2 separate regions of the Mus musculus genome follow, and region 2 is linked to region 1. Evidence: chromatin contacts called from public Hi-C data. All regions are on one chromosome and are shown on one strand. The core of a region is the stretch at or near the end of the contact, and the rest is flanking DNA. Distances in the headings are between cores, read along the strand shown.

Region 1 (4,866 bases), core at 919-3,418:
AGAAACAGGAAAAACTGAAATAACATTCACCCTGTACGAAAGGAATAACAATAGCAACAAAAAATAAGCCAACACGTGAAACATGTAGAGTATTCCCACACGGAACGATTCAGCATTATCTGTCAGTTTTATAATTACTGGAACCTAACCTGGTGCTATCTGAAAAGTTCAACTGTCTAAAGCCTCGAAGTAATTAGTGTTAACTGAGCAGCTCTACTTACGTTTTGAAGTGTGTGAAAGTTTGCTCTGATTTAAACAAAATAAGTTAATGTCACTTCCCTTTCCTGGTATTATGGATATATCAATTTACATCCTTGGCAAGCATTTTAATCATGCTACTCTTAAAGAATGCTCTTGTAGTGTTTTATTTTATTTATTTGTTTGTTTGTTTCGGGACAGGGTTTCTCTGTTTAGCCCTGGCTGTCCTGGAACTCACTTTATAGACCAGGCTGGCCTCGAACTCAGAAATCCACCTGCCTCTGCCTCCTGAGTGCTGGGATTAGAGGCGTGCGCCACCACTGCCCGGCTTCTTGTAGTGTTTTAAAGCATATATATGTGTGTATAAACATACCCACACAGTATTAATGTAGTAAGTCTCTGAGCAGGAGATTTAGAGGCCTTGAGTTTTTTTTTTTTTTTCTTTACACTTCTAGATTTTCTGTATTACAGATAAATACCTATATTAACATATTTTTAGAATTCAGGCACTTACGCTGGTCCATAGTCGCATATAAAATTTGCTCCATTAGGGCAAAGTTGCACTGCACAGCCAAGTTTGTAACTGTCTGCCCAAACAACCTAAAAGGACAAGAAGATTTCTTAACCATAGAGATGACTAAATGACCATTTGATTATTATCAAGCCTTTATAGCTGTGCCAAGTAATATCTACTCTAGTCCCATAAGAGCCCACTAAGGCAATGTTAAGCACTCAGAACTCAGCTGGACACAAGTCCTGAGTTACAGTCTCAGAACAGTGTGCATGAGTGCATGTGTAAAATAAACACATACATGACAAGATGATCCGGGAAAGCTGTCATAGTGTTCCTGCAGCTATCACTGCGAGCCAGGAGATGAACCTCAAAAAGGTGAAAATGAACACTAGGAACAGCCAGGCTTGGTCAGTCAGGCTGGATGACATCTTCTAGAGCCTGATCATGGGGTTTAATTCTCTTACACATTTCCACACAGTCAAACTGGGCGTGTGGTGGTGGTGGTGGTGGGGGAGGGAGTCTCCCCATGATCATTCTTACAACAAAACTTCAGGATTGCTACATCAAATTCCCTTGCAAAGTAGCAAAGCACCTGTGTGACCTTTATCAATAAGAATGAGTTCTGTTGGCCAATAAAGTGTTCAGGGCTATGGCCTAGGGCAGAGGAAGGGTTTGTCATAAGCATAAGGATGTGTTCTATTGATGGGGGATACAAAGTGCATAGGGTCTCTTTCATAAGAAGTTCTAGTCACTAAAACAAAGCCCAGACAGTTCTCAGGGTGTGGGGGAAATCCAGGTGGAGACTGTCTCCTAATAGAAGAGCAATCCCTGGATTGTTTGCCCAAGTTGACTGCAGCGTTCCAGGTGACAGGGCATCATCCTTCCACTGAAGAAAGCAAACCCATGTGCTCAGCCATCCTGTTATCTCCAGTGCTTCCTCTAAGCAGCTACAATGCTTCCTACAGAAAGCAGCTGCAACTAAATAAAACAGGGTAACCTCGAAGGGAAGAAAGCAGGCAATTCAAAGGGTGTTGAGGAAAGCCATCTCTGAAGTGACCTTGAACCCTGAGATGTGAGAATATAGACAAAGACAAATCAGAAGACTTGGAGAATGGGCACCATCCATTCTCAGGGATGAAGGTGCTGGAGTAAAAGTTGCTTGGCATGTTAGGGTGGCAAAAAAAAAGGCAAGTGGAGGCACAGTCTGATTGGGGGACAGTCACAGCCAATGAGATCAAAGGGGGCTGACTGAAGGAATTCTGGTAGGTAAGAAAAAGATTATTTTTGAGTCCACTTGGCACTTGGAGTAGATGGACTAAGAAGACCTGGTTGGGGGGTGGGGGTGGGGAGGAGGCAATCCTGGAGGTTTATTTTAGCAGCATAGGAATGAGCACATGGTCACTCACTCTTGGGTGATAGAATTCTTGGAAGCTGATGGAGTTCATGACTCAAGAATAACAGGGCTGGAAAGAGATGGGAGCCTGATCATGGCTGTCTCCTGAGAGGCTCTGCCAAAGTCTGACAAATACAGAGGCGGATGCTCACAGCCAACCATTGGACTGAGCTCGGGGTCCCCAATGGAGGAGTTGGAGAAAAGACTGAAGGAGTGGAGGGGGTTTACAACCCCATGGGGGAGCAACAGTGTCAACCGGGCAGAACCCCCCTCCCCACCTTGTGCTCCTGAGAACTGGTCCACCAACCAAAGAATACATATGTGGCAGGGGATGGCTTTGATAGACATCAGTGGGGGGAGAGGCCCTTGGGCCTGAGGGAGTTTGATGCACCAGTATAGGGGAATGCCAGGGCAGGAAGGTGGGAGCAGGTGGGTTGGGGAGCAACCTCATAGAGGCAGGGGGAGAGGGGTTTCCAGAGGGGAGACCTGAAAAGGGGATAACATTTGAAATGTAAATAAAGAAAACATCCAAGAAAAGAAAAGAAAAGAAAAGAAAAGAAAAGAAAGAATGCAAGGAGAAGAGAAGGAGGAGTGGGGGAGGAGGAGAAGAAGAGGAGGAAGAAGAAAAAGAAGGAGGAGGAGGAGGAAACATCTGAGAGGTTTACTCAGTCTCCATGTTGCCCCTCCATCCAGAAGCCCTGACTGATGTTCAGTGTGGAAATTATACACTGTATTAGATCCTTAGGTGATATCAATATGCAAATGTATATGTAACACCAATCTCCCAAAAAGCTCCTAAGAGGGGCACCTCTCACGGGCAGGTGAAGTGTCTCAGGGGATAAAGGCACTTGCCACAAGGACTACCATATGAGTTGGGTTCCATGGTATGCATGTAACACACACGCACACACATTGAAATAAAAAATATTTTTTGATTGTAAAAAAAAATGTTTCATCTCTGGAAAAGAAGGCTACATCATTTTATTCATTTTAGTGTGAAATCTCAGGTGAAGATTTTGAAAGGTATCAGAAGCATGTCTGACTTTTTTAAATGAATGGGATTTATATGTAAAAACAAAACAAAGAATAGCTAAGAACATTGGATCTTATTCTGCATGTAGGGGAGCATTTGGGCTTGGGACCCAGGTACTGTTTTTTACAGAAAACCAGGGACCAAGCAAGGTGGGTAGGAACTTGGGCACAGGGTTCTGTTCAAAGTGTTCATTTTGAGGTGCCTATTATATATTCCAGTAAAGACTGGGATAGGCCCTAGGCTTAACTACCTGCAGTTATGAGAATGGGAGAACAGAGATATGAATCTTGAAGTCACAAGGTTAAGTAAGACCATATAGGCAGAGGTAATAGAAAAGGGCGAGGAGAGCTTTTATGTGTCACACCTGTTGCATTGGTTGGGGACAAGGGATGACATAAAGGTGCTAGTATATCCCTGAGGGCAGGCAGGTGGAAATGCCAGGCTGTCCTCAGGAACAGCCTGGTATATTAGTTGTTAGTCACTGTGACAAAATATCTGTGGGAAGGTCCTGGATGGTCACAGTTGTCATTGCCTTTGGGTCTGTGATGAGGGTTTTGGAAACTAGTCACACCTTGTGGTGGCCAGGAAACCAAAGACAGAGAAAAGGGATAAATTTCCAGCATCCAGTCCTATCTGGAACTTGCCTACCAGAAAATCTTTTATTAAACAAAAATGAAAAACTTGCTAGTCCGTCTTCAGTGAACATGAAGCTAAAATGTTGAATCAGTATGTCAATACTATTCTCATAGAGATGATCAAACTAAATGTATGCTCTAACTGTTTATCGTTGGGCAACATATGTAAACAACCTGATTTTCAAAAGAGGGTAAGTAGAGTTTAGATCTTACTTTAGGTAACTTTCCAGTAGGAATGTAAAATGACTTGAGTAGTTTGAACCCTACCACCACCACCACTAAGGTCTCTTAGAAGGCTGAAACAGGAATTTTAGACAAGGATTTATCAGAAATCCTTTTCTAACATGAATTATTACAAAACTAGATTCCGGGGCTGTACTCTTTGTTAAATGGCTCCTGACAAAGTGTTGGTCCAGATTGCTGTACAGCTCTCTCTGCGATATTAGCTTACATGACAACACTTTACAGTCTCAGAAGTGTGGGAAAGGAGAAATAGGAGCAAGACTGGGAGAGCAGAGTACAGCTGCGGATGGCTTCTGGCTCTCAGGAGAGTTCTCCCTGATTTGGGGAGACATGCGTGTGCACGACTAGGCCAATTAAGAGAAACTGACAGAGGCCATATGAGCAAAGATGACACAGAAACTATCCAGCCAAGAGCTCACACCCTAGTCCATGGAGTAACAGACATGGGAGTTGGTTCTTGAAAGTAGAGTTTGTCAAATGTAAAGAAACTTCAGGATAAATTAACCAGGTAAAGAAGGTGTGCAAGGTCTATGAAGGAGCCTGTTAATTGCAATTCAAGTAGCTGAGCATGCAAAATATGCAGCAGTCAGAAGACAATTTGCTTTTTAACAGACTTGCTACCCATATGAATATCCCTCATCCCAGAGAGTCAGAACAGGAAGAGTAAACTCAAGTTCACATCAGACAGACTTGAGACAGCAGAAACTTCCCTCAATTTGTAAGTTCCTCCTTTTCATCTAGAGGGAAAAAAGGGAAGGCTAATACTTGGGACATGGGAAAACTAATTTTCAAAATCCTATCTCTCCCATAGATATGAGACCAAATTAGTGGTCCTAACGTCTTCAGTAGG
Region 2 (4,866 bases), core at 1,137-3,636, 640 kb after region 1:
AGCCTACATTTCTAAAAATTAATGTGTGTGATGCCAACATATATGATTACCCTTGTTTTTTCATGGCTGTAAGTCACAGTGTGATGAATGCCTAAGCAGAACTATGTACAGATGTCTAGGAAGCTAGAGAGATTTGGGAACAAGATCATTCTGCTTTGACAAGAAATTTTACAGGGGTCCATGGGAACTACACTATTCCATTCCAAGGTCAGTCATCACATGGCCTACCCACTTTCTACTAAGCATTACAGCTCAACATCAGCATTCTAAATTTATAGCATTGAGGCCTTGGCAGGGGGTGGGGGTTGGTACTCAAATTGTATTCAGACAAAGTGCACTTACATATTGAAGCCCTTCTTGGGTTTTATTATTAATGATGTCATTATTATTCATCTCCTATCTTTATCAATGTCGTTCTTTAATTTTCCATTCCTTCATAAGATGAACAGGCTTTAAAACAGTTATTTAAATGAATTGGAACTAGGCAATCAACGACTTTGAAAATTTCTTTTTCATTTTTATTCGTTTTAAAATTCCAAATTGCTCTTTTGAAATAGGAGGGAGGAGCATCTATAGTGGCTGGTCATTCAACATCTGTCTTAGAGATGACTAAGAGGCAGGACCAATTATGTTCCATTTGGAAGCGGCTGTAGGAGACATAATCAGGCCGATCTATTTTGGATGAGCATCATTCTGGGTTCCTTTCTTCAGCAGTGGCATTGGGGTTCATCTCGAAAGCAAATGGCAGTTTACTAATGCAGTTTACTAAGGATACTGACCATAACTAGAAACATCATCTTTGGGAAAGATGGGCCCTTTGAAAATCTATAACATTTTTGAAATTCCATATATTAGCTAGATTAAGAAATCTAGGAGCACTAAATCCTGACTTAGCAGAGACCTGAAGCCCATTCCCAGAATGGTTAAAACTTTTAACTTAAAGAACTGTGGTTTGGGGAGGCAGTCACTGTCTTGTTATTTACCCCAGACCCTTGTCTTGATGCTGAGGAGGCAGACCATGGAAGAGGATATCTGATGAGTGTCAGTGAACATGATCTCATCCATGTCTGTTTTAAGTTCCGTAATTCTTTTAGCTTACTTAACACATGGTAGTGTACACTAGGCAAAGATGATTTCTGTGCTTTTTATTTAAACACTATTACAGATTCACTGAGATAGCCATGTTTTTTATCTTGATGCTGGAAGGTAGTAGGGGTTTTTAATATATTTTCCAGAAATGATCACATTCTTCTTGCTTTAAGGGAAGATAACATTTGGAGAATTAGGGAAACATCATTAGCTGGGCTTGATAGTGTACACCTGTAGTCCCAACTCTTGGTTGGTGAAGGTAGGATCATTAGGAGGAGAACATAGTGAGTTATAGGTCAGTTTGGCATACAGCAGACCCTGTATCAAAGCAACACAAAGTGACAAGTATATACATTTTTATTATGGCCAGATTGAGGTTATTTCCACATATTCTCACTTTAAATCCAATAATATACTGCGCCAATTCATGGCTGTGCTCTCTAGGTCACTATTGGCATCATCTGGATATTTGTTTGAAATACAGAACTTCAAAATTTGTTCTAAATCTGTCAAAGGAAAAATAATTGGTGAAGCCCAATGGTGGGCTTTAATAGTGTTTCTGCAGACATCTTAAAGTAATGACTCCATGTTCTAGCAGACCAGTAGCTCCCTGAAGAGACACCATCATCAAAAGGGAAGAAGTAGAAACTCTGGAGAGAAGATGATGCTTCAAGTATCTCACTTGGGCCCAGGTAATTACCAGAGATTAAAGAGCCCAAGATACTGATGCGGCTGCTCTTTGTAATTACTGATGTTAGGCTACCAATCTTGCTTATAATCTCCATGTGCAAAACAAAAGCTTGGTTGTTATACTTGCATACCTATCCCCATGAGGTATGTGCCAGACAATCTCCCTGATTTCTGAAAGTATAGATTCTGAGTTATCAAATACAGGGCTTTGAAGTGACTACAAAAGCATACTCCCCTCCCCCGAAATCAACAATCTCCATGATGTTTCAGATGATACAGTACCTTAATGAGGTTATCTTTTGAATTTGATCAACTTTGGATTTATATAATCTTGTAAGCACTTCTCTTTTCTTGTCTTTATTAAAGAATTTGCTTTAAAAAAAACATGTTTGCATTCACATTTAGATCTGAAGTCATGGATATTCTATGACTCTGTTTTAGGTAGCTTCCAAAATTAGAGGCTGAGTTTATGTAACTCTATTAATATTCTCCTACCATAGGCTGTTGATGAAAGAATTCAGGGAGTCGGCTGGCTTATTACACTGAACGGCTGACCTGATGGTATCAATGAGTGTCTCTTTAGACCAGTCCCTGACAGCAAAAATGCTGGGTTTAATGAAGCTATGTACAGGCTCTTATCTCCTGCTGGGACTGGCTCTGTTCTAAACAGTTTAGTGACTGAGTCATCATTAGACTCATATCAGGGATCAGCTGAGCTTCTCTCATTAACTCACAGCACCCCCCACCCCGCTTCCTGGTTCATATTTTTGTGTTCATATGGGGTGGTCAAAGTTCATGTTCTGCAATCTTATTTTTACCCACTATTTTTGATGATCCCATGGAGGGGTGCTCGTTTTGTTATTTCTGGGAGGGTGACGTCTTTTGAGATAGCCTCTTGCTGTGTGAGCAACTCATCCAGTATAAATGGTAAACATCTCAGAGAGTGACTAATTCATTTTCTCTGTCTCTGTCTCTCTGCCTTTGTCTGTACATCTCTCTCTGTCTTGCTCTCTCTTTCTCTCTCTCTCTCTCTCTCTCTCTCTCTCTCTGTATCTCTCTGTCTCTGTCTCTCTATCTCTGTGTTTGAGTGCGTGCACACTCGAGTGTGCGTGTTGAGGGAGTGGCAGGAGATAAGAAGGGTTGCTTGTATTTCTGGATCCCACTTTTTTTTTTTTTTTTTTTTTTTTTTTTTTTTTTACTGGATGAAAGGAACCAATCATATCCCAACCCTGCAGTTTCTAAAGGCAGGTGATGTTTTCTGACTTGCACATCCTTCCCATGGATGTGACACTTATACCAGTTTTATAATACATAACATTAAAGATTTGATGCTGTCAAAAATTATGACTAAACAAGCAAGATTTTGTGGGTAGTGTATGCTAGACAGGGTATTGCTGTTAGGTGCTGTAACAAACCTTAGAGTCAACGTGTTCAAGTATGTCCCTGCAGCTTTGTACGTGTGACTCAGGGATGACTTAAAGATCTGAGTTCTAACATCTTGAAGCTTCATTTTGACTACAGAAATAAGGAGAGAGAGGGAAAGATAAAAAACGAAGATGAAATTTGTCTATTTTAAGGGTAATTTTTTGGAAGTAAAAATGCATCCCTTTTACTGACAAAAAAACTATACACGAGGGCATAACTTCAAAGAACTCTGGAGTACATACTAATCTGCTGTACAAAATTAATAGTAAAGTGATTGGGTGAATGGATTGGCTAGACAAAGACTTCTGGTTGTCAATTCATACTTTATATTTTCTCTTAAATAGAACCCTTTCAACCTTTCCCAGAGTTTAGATTCCAAAGTCTCATCTGTCATGACATGCATTTCAATGCCCAGGATCACTGGGAAATTTTCAGATTACATGGAATCAGGTATGATTTTGTTGGTTGTTGTTAGTGGTGGCTTTGTTGTTGTTGCTCTTCTCTTCTCTTCTCTTCTCTTCTCTTCTCTTCTCTTCTCTTCTCTTCTCTTCTCTTCTTTTTCCTTTCCTTTCCTTTCCTTTTCCTTTCTTTTCTTTTTCTTTTTCTTTTTCTCTTTCTTTTCTTTTTTTTTTTTTTCAAGATAAGGTTTTTCTGGATAACAGAACCCTGACTGTCCTGGAACTCACTATGTAGGCCAGGCTGGCCTCAGATTCACAGACATCCACCTGCCTTTGCCTCTCAAGTGCTGAGATTAAAGGCATGTGCCTCCCCCACCTGGCTCAGGTATGACCTTTGATTCAGGGACCTAATTTCAGCAAAGTGTCCGTGTGCCTTTTCTCACCATCACTCAGTTTGTTGAGAGGCAAACAGGCAGAACCTAATGGTAGCATCCTCATCGTGGAAGTCCACATTACTGCTCTACAGTAGTTAAAAGTCCTAACAAGTAGACTCCAGAGGGCCTCTGTCTTGAAGTGGGGGTTTCCTTGACCAGACTGAGTAACTGTCTCAAACACCTTCCTTTGTCTTCTTCTCGGAGATTTTCTTGATCAGCCCTCTGCCATGGTCTTCCTTTCCTGTTACAGTCTGTAACCATATCTGAGATGAACTTACCTTATATCTGTTCATAAACACCTACAAGACTTTGAAAATATTTTTAGCCAGCATGCCAGAAGCCCCGTGTGTCCTCTTTGACACTGTTTTATAAGATGTCACTGTGATGTCACCCTTCCCATGATTCCCTTTCCTGGTCTCAATGTACACACCCAATAACGCATCACTCAAACCAGGCAAAGGATTCTTATTCTCAAATACTCGTCAATATTCCATGGCTCCATCCCTTTGAAACACACAGAAGATCACAATCATGTATAGTCAGTCACCTTGGTGCTCAATTGCAATGCAGAACAACTAATTCTTATCAGACCATGACTTAGTACCCAGTGATGAAGCTTTCTGAATGTCTCCTTCTCTGCTTCTCTCTTCTGCTCCAGTAACTACTGTTGAACACTCATTTCTAGGAAGTCAGTCTTTTGGATGCCACTGTGACTGCAGTCATGAGATACTTTTTCTCTGTGGCCAGCTTTTTCATGGGACAAAAGATCTCTGTTTCTATTCTCGTCAAAAAGAATATATTTTCATGGCTGGAAAGTATTCCTTTATATA

The links. Hi-C and Micro-C count contacts between places; a contact is called where the count stands out from the background.
Region 2: a Hi-C map of adipose-derived mesenchymal stem cells shows a contact between it and region 1, with 4 times the contacts expected there. The contact joins two enhancer-like sites. A contact is called at or near these places in 1 of 484 Hi-C or Micro-C datasets (adipose-derived mesenchymal stem cells), 2 of 115 datasets of contacts at active chromatin or transcription factors (acute myeloid leukemia and pancreatic cancer cells) and 1 of 9 other capture datasets (adipose tissue).

The regions. Positions count from the first base shown.
Region 1 is chr10:111,988,088-111,992,953 of GRCm38.p6, forward strand. It overlaps Glipr1 (GLI pathogenesis-related 1 (glioma)), which reads right to left. Exons shown (of 6, transcript NM_028608.3): 3 at 713-798. Krr1 (KRR1, small subunit (SSU) processome component, homolog (yeast)) reads left to right here. Exons shown (of 10, transcript NM_178610.4): 10 at 1-343. Among named protein-coding and RNA genes, the nearest start is that of Glipr1, 6.7 kb to the right of the region's middle. Within about 2 kb of position 2,169, at least 9 of the 459 cell types and tissues checked have an H3K27ac peak or open chromatin away from gene starts, as enhancers often do. A contact at or near this core is called in adipose-derived mesenchymal stem cells, where this site is marked.
Region 2 is chr10:112,627,530-112,632,395 of GRCm38.p6, forward strand. No RefSeq gene overlaps it. Among named protein-coding and RNA genes, the nearest start is that of Gm40764, 30 kb to the right of the region's middle. Within about 2 kb of position 2,387, at least 11 of the 459 cell types and tissues checked have an H3K27ac peak or open chromatin away from gene starts, as enhancers often do. A contact at or near this core is called in adipose-derived mesenchymal stem cells, where this site is marked.